Regions from separate parts of the Mus musculus genome. Here regions 2 and 3 are each linked to region 1. Evidence: chromatin contacts called from public Hi-C data. All regions are on one chromosome and are shown on one strand. The core of a region is the stretch at or near the end of the contact, and the rest is flanking DNA. Distances in the headings are between cores, read along the strand shown. Region 1 overlaps Gm39422 (a long non-coding RNA gene). Region 2 overlaps Marchf10 (membrane associated ring-CH-type finger 10). Region 3 overlaps Marchf10 (membrane associated ring-CH-type finger 10).

Region 1 (3,591 bases), core at 543-3,042:
GCCACACTGCTAGCAGCAACACATTTTATCCTGTTATGTGTGAATTTCACCTTATGGATCCTAGTTTCTTGGAACATAAATTTGACATCCTTTTTGTACCTATTATAAGTGACCTATGTACTATATCCTAACAAATATCTATTGAATTGTTAAATTTGATGAAGAATATTTTGGTAATGAACAGTTGTCCATCATGTGTTCTAGCACAGACCCTTCCAACCACTAGTTGATATATATTTTTTACCCCAGGGGGCTGTAGAGAAGGCTTAGTAGTTAAGAACTACTGCCTTCCAGATTACTGCATTAAATTCTTTGTGCCCATGCTGGTGATCCATAGCCACCTGCAAGTCTAGCTCCAGGGGGATAGGAGCCTCTGTAAGCTCCCACACATGCATGCACATGCACATACCCATCCCTCCACTTGCATCCATCTAATACAGGTGATTTTTAAATTAATTTTTATTATGAGATTTCATAAAGACAACTAAAACAGACAAGAGAAACCTTTAAGTTATTCTTGGGAGGAAGACCCACCTGGGACAGGTCGGATGCTCACATCTTATCTTTAGCCTTCTGAAGTTCATCTGATGGTTGTTTGGTAACATTGTATCACTGTCAAAAGTCTAAGGCTGGTTGAAGTATATCCACAGGTGTGGCTTTTATGCCATTCTAATATGAGTCATTGTACTATTCCTGGATGCTAAAGAAATAAAAGGCAGGGGCCTCGAGATCTCCAGGGAATGGGAAATCTAATTGGAGCCTAAGACATACACACATAAAACAACCCGAGAAAGAATCCAAAGGAATATTTTAGCTGCAGGAAAATATGGTATAGTACAGACTAAAGCTGTAACTGATAAGTCTTTTGAGAAAATCACGCTTGGGATGTGGGGACCTCTCCCTGTCATCTTAGTGGCAATGTGTTTTTTAGATTCAGTCTCATTATATAACCCTGGATGGCCATGTCAGCCTCCCAAGTGCTGGGATTTCAGGTGTGTGCCACACACAACAAGGCTTCACGGTCATTGAAAAAGTGGTGAATCCTGGGTTTGAAGGCTAGAAGGGAGTAGGTAGAAGAGAAGGGGCATGGGTACTTTTTAATTTTGTTTGTCCTAACCAGAAAGGAGCACCCAGAAAACTCAGAGGTGAGATCATAAGTCATGGTTAGGCAACTACAGAAAGACAGTCTTGAGGAATCAAGAAAATATAGGAGGCTAGAGAGAACGTTGATAGAAGACATCAAATAGGTTTGTTTTTGAAATAATGTGGATTTCTCTTTCCCTTTTCAGTAGAAATAACCTTTACTGTCAATGGCCCAGTCAGACCCCTTAGCTGATATAATGATGATCCCAGCTTCCTAGGCTATTATTTGCAATAATTTCTGCCTTATGAGTGTAATGGGAAAAACACATTGCAAAGTGAATTACTTTTGAAATGTATTGCATGCTGACATTTGGGAAATTAGGTCCTGAATACAATGCGTCTTGATTATTTGATGTGCATTCCCACCATGAAAAAAAATTAATTCAGTGCAACGATTCCAAGAAGAAATATCTGCATGCTACATTAAAGCCCTGTTCCTTAGCAAGAGTCTGCCCCCAACTTTAGGTCACCATTCAGACAAATAACAATGGGCAGGAACTATTATTCCCTGCCTAAGTAATCTACAAGGGTCTGAAGCGTCCAGAAATGCCCTCATTCAAACATATTAGCCCATCTGTGCATCCATTCTGTTGCATCCCTTCTCTTGTGCACCAACTGCTTGCATGCCAGCAATGCCCCATGCTCAGCTGGCTTCCATTCACTTGCTGGAAAAAGCACAACCAAACTCTCATATGAAGAACAAATCACTCTTTGCTTCACCATTGCCACTCAGCAAATTCCTCTGACACTCTTGGCTCATCTTGTTATGAATAAGCATGTGCTTTGGCCCTTCCTCTTCTTGTGTAAGCTTTTCTGCTGCTAGGCTGCTGGACTGAGCACCAGCAATTTCAGAAATCCTGGCTACAGAAGCCCAGGTCAGGGCTGAGTCTGAGGAAAAGGCTTTTGAAATAGCACAAATGCTTCCCTTCTCAGCCAAAGCTCCCTTGTTTACTGAACATGTCTAATGAGCGTGTGAAACAGAGCAATGTTGTGAGAGAAAGAGGAGATGGGTAGGGAGAGAATAGAATCTCATATGAAGACAGGAAATCTGGACATTAACAGAGAATGCTAAACAAGAATAAGGAAATGAAGCAACAGTGAAGGGCCACTGATTTCCATGTACAAAAGACCAGGTTGGCCAGTGTGGTGGTGCATGTCTTTAATGCCAGCACTAGGGAGGTGAAAGCAAATGGATCTATGTGAATTCAAGACTTCCCAGCCTACAGAGTGAGCTCCAGGACAGCCAGGGCTACACAAAAAAACTCTGTTTGAAAAACAAACAAACAAACAAACAAACAACCCAACAAAACAACAAAAGACCAGGTTGTTGTTTTATACCATTAAACCATTAACCACGTTCCCCATTCCTTTGAGACCATGTCTTGTTGTATAGCCCATGAGCTTATGATCCTCCCGCTTCAGTGCTTACATTGTAAGTATATGCCAACATGCGCAGTCCATAACCATGCATTTTATGTGTATGAGTGTTCATATGTGTACACATGTATGGAAGCTAGAAGTCAAAGCCGGGTGTCTTCCCAAATGCTCTCAACCGTACCTTTTGTGGCAGGACCTCTCACTGAATCCAGAGCTTATCAGTTCAACCAGAAGAACTGGCCAGCAAGATCCAGACATCTTCCCCCTCCGCCCCTGCCCCCCAAAGCTGGGATTATAAAGGTACACCACTAATGCCTGCTTTCTACTAGGGTGCTGGAGATCCAAGTCTAGGTCCTAATGACTGTGTGGCAAACATTTTACTGACTGAGTTCTCTCTCTAACCCCGTAATCATGTCTTTGCATAAAATAAGATCCACACCATGAATCTGTATCTTAGAGGTAGAGGAACCTCAGTTTGAATCCTGGCTTTACTGTTAATTAGATTAGTGATCTTTTTTTAAAATATTATTTAACCTCTCTAAGTTTCTGCTTCCTGATAAGATGGGAAAGTGAATACTATCTGCCACAACAGGATTAGTGTGAGATAAAAAGATAATACCTATAAAAAGCGTCCTGTGCTACAGAGCATGCAGCACACACAAAACAAAATCTTGCTGTGTTCCTTTTGAAAAATTTAACTTCTTTACAGTAGATTGATTTAAATCCACCAATTAAATGAATCTCATATTACCTTTTAGGATAGTAAGTTATCATCTGTCTGATCTTTCTGATACATTTGTTTTCACTGAGTTGGTTTGTAACTGTCTATATAAATGTATCTCTAATTAAGTGTTTCTCTAGAGCAATGATTCTCAACCTGTGAGTCTTGACCCCTTTCGGGTTGAACGACCTTATCACAGGGTTTGCCTAAGACTATCTGAAATAATGATTATAATTCTTAACTGTAGCAAAATTAGAGTAAAATTAACTGTAGCAACGACATAATTTTGTGATTGAGAGTCAGTACAACATGAGGAACTGTACTAAAGGGTTGACACATTAGGAAGGTTG
Region 2 (4,040 bases), core at 1,479-3,978, 150 kb before region 1:
TAGTAAGTAAGAGCACAGAGACACTCAGGATGGTCCAGGGGCGTGGGTGGCAGCGGACCAGCCTTCCTAAAGCTGTGCCCCTCCAATATAATTCCTTCAGTTCATATCGTGGGAACTCCCAACGATAAAGTTATTTTCATTGCTACTTCATAACTGTAATCTTGCTATTGTTATGAATCATACTGTAAGTATCTGTGTTTCCCGATGCTCTAGTTGACTCCTGTGAAAGGGCCGTTTGATTCCCAAAGGGGTCTCAACCACAGGTTGAGAACCGACGTACTAGGTGTCTACTCCCTTTTCCAGTTGCTGGGGTAAAACACCCTGCCAAAAGCAACTTAAGGGAGAAAGGGCTTATTTGGCAAACCTAGTGCTGGAGGCTGGAAGAGGGTGTCGGGTCCCACGAAATTGGATTCACAGATGGTTGTGAGCCTTCTTAAGGAGTAGCAATAGATTGTTGTGATCAAACCACAATCAAAGGGCCGAGAGCAGCATTCTCAACCTGTGGGTCACAACCCCAAAGGGGTTGCATATCATATTTACATTACAATTCGTACCAGTAGCAAGATTACAGTTATGAAGTAGCAATGAAATAACTTTATGGAACTTGAGGAACTGCAGTAAAGGGTCACAGCCCTAGGAAGGTTGAGAACCAATGGCCTAGGGGTGGGGTTTAAGAGGGTTTACCTTGCAAATTTAAGGAACCTGAGTTCTGTCCCCAGAACCTAAGCAAAGTTGCTGGATGTGGTGTGTTTGTAATCCCAACTAGGGGGGAGGGGAGACAGGAGAGTCCCTTGGTGTTCGGGCCAGCCAGGCTAGGCTAACTGGTGAGCTCCAGGCCAAAGAGAAACCAGATTCAAAAGATGGGGTGACACCCGAGGTTGTCCTCTGGCCTCCATGTGCACGTATGTTAAAAGTCATTATTAATTAAATTATAAAATTTCAGGGGTCACAAATGGGAGAGGGGACATGTGGCAGACGAGAGAAGAAGGGAGAAAGGTTCTCCTGTAGTCAGGGGAGAAGCAGTCAGAGTTTGGCTGAGGGGCTGGTGGACTGTGTGGCAAGACAGAGAAACCTCAAAGGCTGAGGTGAGGCCAGTGTGGACCAGGGCCGGGGCGACAGACACCCTCGGGTTCCACAGGACATGTTAGTTTCAAACAAAGTTTGGCTCCTATTTTAAAAGCCACAGAAGTGGCTTCAGCAGGCAGGCATACAGATGGGATTCGCTTGTCAACAACACTCTACCATATTACGATATGGAAAATGGGTTTTGGAGGCAGGTAAGAGAGGAGGGCTGGTTGGGAGGCCACTGAAGGAGCTCTGTGGTGACACCAGCTATGCAGATGGATCAAAGTTACATCGGCCCAGTGTAGCAGCTCAGGCCTGTAATCGCAGCACTCAGGAGGCTGAGGCAGGAGAATGAGGAGTTCGAGGATAGCTTGGGCCACAGAAACCAAACCACTACCAATAACAACAAAATTATACCAGGGAAGTAAGATGTGTAGGACTGACCCTGAACTCAACATGGGGGGAGGGAGATGCGGGGGTGGGGGTGGGGGGGGGAGTAGACTGTCAGATTTTAATGATATACACACTGAAGGAAGAATAAAGGGCCAAGCTGGGGGCTTAAGCTGGGGACTTTAGCGGGGGAGAGGGGGAGGCTGTGATCAGCTTGAGGTGTCTTTTTCAGATACCCAGGTAGAGGGAGTGAGAGGCAGTAGAGTTTTAAATCTGGAAATCGAAAGTGGGGTTTGAGCTGGAAGTGTAGATTTGGGAGTCTCTGGTAGTTAACCCCTCAACGCTGGCAGTTACAATGTTAAAGATAACTTTAAGAAAGCACACAGAGAGAAGGCAGCTTGGTGAGGCATGAGCTTGGATGGTGACAAGTGACATCTTTACAATCACACTCTACCCAGCTCCACCTGCAAGCTAAGCTGCAGGCGCCCAGCCACTGTAGTATGAGCAGGACCTGAGATTTCTGTCACCCGTGAAAGTCACAGATATTTTCACATCTCAGTACATTTTTTGCGGATGTCTCAAAATACCCTCTTCGCCCATCGCTTGTTAACTAACGTGTTAATAAGGAAGCACATACATTACAGAATCACAATTTTCTAAAAATATTTTGATGACTATTTCCATAAAAGTGGTTTCCTTTGAAAGCCCGTGTCTTATTTTTTGCCTGAAAACAATTCTAAGGAAATGAGTCTAAAGAGTTCACCGTGAGGCTCAGGAGATTTGTGGCTCAGAGGCTAAGAACGACCCTGCCCCCAACCCCAGGTAGAGAGTAAGATTAGAGCCACACCCTGAGGACCCCAGGATTCAGGAACAGTGTGGAGGAAGATGAGAAGAGGAGAGAAAGATAAAGTGCCTGCCGAGATGGGGAGGAAGTCAGGGCAAGAGTGGCTCTAAGGCCGCCGTCCCCCAGGGGGTGGTACTGGTGTGTGTGTGTGTGTGTGTGTGTGTGTGTGTGTGTGTGTGTGTGTGAGTGTGGCCAGCACCACACAAAGCTGCTCTGTGGGGAGATGTGGAAGTCACTTGACAAAGAGCATTTCTGGAGAACGACATGTGTGTGGAAACCAGATTGGAGTGGGCTGAGGAGAGAGGAGGAGGTGGGGAAATGGAGTCAGGCAGTGTAAATAATTCTTTGGGGAACTTGGGGTGTGAAGGAGAAGTTAGTGGAGGGGAGCGGGGGAAGGAAGGCTGTTCTGTCTCTTTTTAGATCATGACTACATGCTGATGGGAAAGCCCTCTGCAGGGTTGGCTGACGCAAGCAGCAGGGAAGGGCTGGACACGAGTGGGGGGATCCTAAGCACAGAGGGAGAGTTGGAAGTGGGTGAAAATAAGGAGTGAGGAGGAAGAGGAGATGGATTGGAAGCCTGGGAGAAAGGTTCTAGGTAAAGGAGCTGAGCAGCCTTGAGAACTACCTGGAGATTGCTGGCCCTGAGCCCATGCAAAGTCGCTGACATTTTCTTTAGCGGTAATGAATGAGATCCTTTGGGGTGACAATAACATGCAGGATGTGCCTCTGTGTGTGTGTGTGTGTGTGTGTGTGTGTGTGTGTGTAAAGGAAGAGGACACTTGAGACGCCTTGAGAACTGTGAGGCCAGGGTGTGGCTTGGTTATCTAAATGGATGCTGAAGTCATTAGATAATGTGTCTGGAGATCAGGAAGGGGACAGCAGAGAACCAATTGCCTGTCAGAGCCTCACTGAATAAGGGAGAGTAATCAGGAGACCAGCAGGAATGGCAAGAGGAGAAGAAGATGGAATCCAGCTGCACAAGCCAACGAAATGCAGGAACTGTGCTCTGGGAGCAGCAGCGTAGAGTCCTTCTCTTTCCTGGTCCTGAGGGCAGGAGTTAAAGTCATACAAACAGCACCCCTTGCAGGGGCAGTGTCGGGTAAGAGGCCATCTTCCTAACACCGAGATGGAGAAAGAACCTCTTGAGAAAAGACTCATGTACATTTCCTGTAACCTGACAGCCAGGTTGCTCACCACTTCTGCTTCCAACTCCCACGGCAGGATCTGAGTTCAAATCTAAAATTATCATTTTCTGTGAAGCTTTCCCTTGCTTTTGTTCCATCCATCCATCCATCCATCCATCCATCCATCCATCCATCCATCTTTCCATCCATCCATCCATCCATCCATCCATCCATCCATCCATCCATCCATCCATCTTTCCATCCATCCATCCATCCACCCATCTAGCCAATCATTTATGGTCCCACTATGTAACTTAGGTTGACCCACTGGGTACCAGGTTTACAGGTGTATGCCACCTGTACTGGCTAGTTTTGTGTCAACTTGACACAGCTGGAGTTACCACAGAGAAAGGCACTTCAGTTGAGGAAATGTCTCCATGAGATCCAGCTGTAAGGCATTTTCTCAATTAATGATCAAGGGGGAAAGGCCCCTTGTGGGTGGAACCATCTCTGGACTGGCAGTCTTGGGTTCTATAAGAGAGCAGGCTGAGCAAGCCAGGGGAAGCAAGCTAGTAAGGAACATCCCTCCATGGCTTCTGCATCAGCTCCTGCTTTCT
Region 3 (3,519 bases), core at 327-2,826, 200 kb before region 1:
CCTGGACCTGTGGGTTCTCCAGTTATTCTTATTCTTATTTTGTTTTTACTGTTAAGGCCAGCCTGTTACCTGGCCAGCTTGCAAATTTTACTAATATTATAAGGAAACTTTCTCCTATGTTTCTGTTGCTACTAGGAAACTTTCTCATGCCCAAGCTGCTTACATATTCTGTTATGTCCTGTGCCCTTGGAAACCAATCACGATAGAAATCAGAACTGCTTTGTGTAGTTACCCACAATAAGCTTGGACCCCAACCAACTACCCAGCAGCACTTCCTGCGCCTGTGTGTGAGCTTTTATGGTATTTGATTTTATAAGTTACCCCTGGGATGGACCTCCAACATAAGAGAGACACCCGCACCAATATAAGAAACTGTCTGGAATAAGACTTCTGTTCTGAGTAGTGGTTGAATAGAGTTTAAGTTCCTAAGACCTCCCTGGGAACTGACATCCTACTTGGCAGAGACATGTATGTGGGAAACTGACATCCTGGTTGGCAAGTTAAGACATGAATGTTAGACAAGGCAAGTCCCCTACCTCAGTTGAATACCCCAACCAATGAGGGCAGCATAAGTGTACAACAAAGACGTGTTCCCAAGGAAATCCCTATCCCTAAATCCTGATTAGTGGAATAACTTGGCCCAGATGTTGGTGGATTTTAGGCTTAAAGCCCTGTAGGATCTTAACTCAGCTCCTGAGCCTGGATCGTGGCCCTGATCAACCAGCCCTGGGCCTATACTTCACAAACAATCCATCTCTGACTGAGGTTGGTGTTCATGTGGGTTGTGAGGTGACTCCTGGACCCCCAACGTTATAGAGATATGGATTTTGTCTCTCAACTTGATCTTAAGATCCTCAAAGAAAGGGAGGCATCAGAGTATCACATACAGTCACTTTCTTTGATTGAGTCTCATCTGTGAGAGTTGGTTCCCATTGCTGGCTTGATTAAGAAACACCTAGGGTGTTAATGAGGCTCATCATGGGTGTGTCTGTGAGGGAGGAAGACCCACCCTGAATGGGAGTAGAGCCATCCCATGGGCTGTTGTCTAGGACTAAGTAAAGAATAAAAGGAATCAGGCATGGTGGCACACACCTTTACTCCCAGAACACAGAGAGGGGGGAGCAGACAGACCTGTGAGGTCATAAGCCAGCCTGCTTGGTCTACATATTGAGTTCCAGGCCAAGTGGGGATACACAGAAAGCTCTTGCTTCAAAAAACCAAACAACAAAACGTTAAAAGAGAAAAGCCACTATTCACCTCTCTACGCTTTCTAGTCTGCTGAGATGTGAGTGGGTTTTCTCCTGATCCTGCCGCCTCAGACAAGCTGGGCTCACCACCACGTGCTTCCTGCTCTGTTGAATATATGTCCCCTCGAACTATGCACCAAAAATAAATCCTTCCTTCAGTTGCTGTCTATCTGTCTGTCTGCCTTCCTGTCTGTCTTTTTTTTCCAGGTATTTTATCACACTGATAGGAAAGTGATCTATCACCTCAGCCCCCCAGGACAGCACAGTGCATGCTGCATTGAGGAAGTGACAGTCACCACCCTTGAGAGCCTGTGTCACAGGGTCTCATCATGACACAAGCAAGAAGCCTGCTATGGGGAACTTCTCCAGTCCCGCTAGCAAAGGAGTGAGGCGTCTCTTCTGGATTCAGTCCATCCCCTTTGCCAAAGGCTACCTACTCCAGTTCTGGGAATCCCGACACAAAATCCAGAAGCAAGTGGATTTGACACTCTACTAGCTTCCTGTTTTCGTGATGATGTTTCTTTTTTTAAAAGATTGAGGGCTGGAGAGATGGCTCAGAGGTTGAGAGCACTGACTGCTCTTCCAGAGGTCCTGAGTTCAATTCCCAGCAACCACATGGTGGCTCACAACCATCTGTAATGGGATCTGGTCTGTGTGTGTGTCTGCTTTCAACACGGGTTTCCTCATCAAGGAAGGTTTTGGGATTCTTTGACATGTACTCTCTCTCTCTCTCTCTCTCTCTCTCTCTCTCTCTGTGTGTGTGTGTGTGTGTGTGTGTGTGTGTGTGTGTGTGTGTGTGTGTGTGAGTGTAGTGACTAGGAAGGCCAGAAGAGGGTGTTGGACTCCTAGCGCTGGAGTTAGGCTGTTGTGAGCCCCCTAATGCTAATGTGGGTCTCCTTCAGGAGCAACACGACTCTTAACCGCTGAGCTGTCTCTCCAGCCCCCGTGGAAACCTCTTCACGGGCTGTTTATAACCAGTCACTGCTTCATGCTTGGAGTGGGTGAGATGTATTTCAAGGCTTCCCAAGTTAAATGTGAGCTGGTTAAGTGTGAGAAACTGGTCCCTTCCGCTCTGGTTCCCAGCTTGCTTCTGACACCACTTTATTCCTCGTCCAGAGCGATTCGCCAGAAGTTTCCTGCGATGCGATGCTGTAGGGCCTTGATCTCCACCCACGAGACTGCACTGTCGGGTCTGTGCATGTTTGTTTTGTGGCCTCACTGGCTGATGTTGCTTCTGTTTGCTGGCCATCTGTGACCCACATCAACCCAGATGCTTTGAAGTTCAATGTGTAATAAAAAAGTTCTTTAAAAGATATGGGATTATGAAAATGAAGTCACAGAAATGTTAACAAAGGATCATTTCCTGCTTCTGGTCCTTTTCCTTTTCCTTTTTTTTTTTTTTTTTAATATTTCTATGAAGAATTTATGTCACCATTAAAACCATGGGAGGTTACAGAAGGGCAGGCCTGGGTCACAGAGAGGATGAGATTCCTCCAAAGACAGGTTGGCAGAAACCCAGCCTGGTTTTTTTTTGTTTGTTTGTTTGTTTGTTTGTTTTGTTTTTAATTGAACACTCAGGGTCTGAGGAAGAAATTTAACCCAGGAAAAAGTCAAAATGGGCCTACAATTCCTGTAACCAATGGAAGCTGATAAATTCAGCATTTTCTCTCTTAGAGTCTCACATCCTAGGCCAGCCTTGAAATTGCTATGTAACCCGAGGATGGCCTTGAACTTCTGACCCCCTGCCTCAGTCTCCTGAGTGCTGGAATACGTGGCCGGCTCTGGCTTGGGTGGTTCTGGGGATCAAGCCCATAGTTTCATGCATACTGGACATGCACTTTGTCAACTGAGTTGCATCCAGTGTGAAATTTCCTTCTTTTGCTTTTGAAATAAGGCTTTGCCATGTAGACCAGGCTGGCCTTGAACTTAGAGTTCCATCTACCTCTGGCTCCCCAGCGTGGGGATTTAGGGCCCTGAATCCAGTGCTTTTAATAGAATGGTTCCATGCAGCTCACAGTGGTCCACGGAACTGCAACTTGTATAAAGAGGGTCGAGCATGGCTGCCTATACGGGCTCCAGCCTATGGGCGGTGATGGTGTTGGGAAATGTCCGCAGTCCACTTGAGGAAGAGGAGGAAGAGGAGGAAAACAGAGAAGGGAGGAAGAGAAGGATAAAGAACAAAGCAAAGAGAAAGAGGGGTTCAGGGCTGGGGTGCAGGTGACAGAGATTGCGTCCAGCACCACCAGAGGCTTGACCACTGCCATACTGGCTC

Evidence for each region. A called contact is a pair of places that touch in the nucleus more often than the background predicts.
Region 2: a contact with region 1 is called in a Hi-C map of bone marrow-derived macrophages, with 40 read pairs. The contact joins two enhancer-like sites. A contact is called at or near these places in 1 of 15 datasets of contacts at CTCF or cohesin (the NIH/3T3 cell line), 4 of 484 Hi-C or Micro-C datasets (bone marrow-derived macrophages, cerebral cortex, nephron progenitors and 1 more) and 3 of 115 datasets of contacts at active chromatin or transcription factors (bone marrow-derived macrophages, embryonic stem cells and microglia).
Region 3: a contact with region 1 is called in a Hi-C map of bone marrow-derived macrophages, with 45 read pairs. The contact joins two enhancer-like sites. A contact is called at or near these places in 8 of 484 Hi-C or Micro-C datasets (the HPC-7 cell line, the N1E-115 cell line, bone marrow-derived macrophages and 4 more), 18 of 115 datasets of contacts at active chromatin or transcription factors (VIP interneurons, bone marrow-derived macrophages, craniofacial prominence and 14 more) and 3 of 9 other capture datasets (adipose tissue, bone marrow-derived macrophages and liver).

What each region holds. Positions count from the first base shown.
Region 1 is chr11:105,565,504-105,569,094 of GRCm38.p6, forward strand. It overlaps Gm39422 (a long non-coding RNA gene), which reads left to right. Exons shown (of 4, transcript XR_880251.2): 2 at 2,714-2,820. Among named protein-coding and RNA genes, the nearest start is that of Gm39422, 14 kb to the left of the region's middle. Within about 2 kb of position 1,793, at least 39 of the 459 cell types and tissues checked have an H3K27ac peak or open chromatin away from gene starts, as enhancers often do. A contact at or near this core is called in bone marrow-derived macrophages, where this site is marked.
Region 2 is chr11:105,418,208-105,422,247 of GRCm38.p6, forward strand. All of the region lies in intron 4 of Marchf10 (membrane associated ring-CH-type finger 10), which reads right to left. Among named protein-coding and RNA genes, the nearest start is that of Gm39417, 30 kb to the right of the region's middle. Within about 2 kb of position 2,729, at least 35 of the 459 cell types and tissues checked have an H3K27ac peak or open chromatin away from gene starts, as enhancers often do. A contact at or near this core is called in bone marrow-derived macrophages, where this site is marked.
Region 3 is chr11:105,367,470-105,370,988 of GRCm38.p6, forward strand. The region is part of intron 10 of Marchf10 (membrane associated ring-CH-type finger 10); the gene reads right to left. It overlaps LOC115487808 (a long non-coding RNA gene), which reads left to right. Exons shown (of 2, transcript XR_003949780.1): 2 at 1-2,562. Among named protein-coding and RNA genes, the nearest start is that of Mrc2, 77 kb to the left of the region's middle. Within about 2 kb of position 1,577, at least 8 of the 459 cell types and tissues checked have an H3K27ac peak or open chromatin away from gene starts, as enhancers often do. A contact at or near this core is called in bone marrow-derived macrophages, where this site is marked.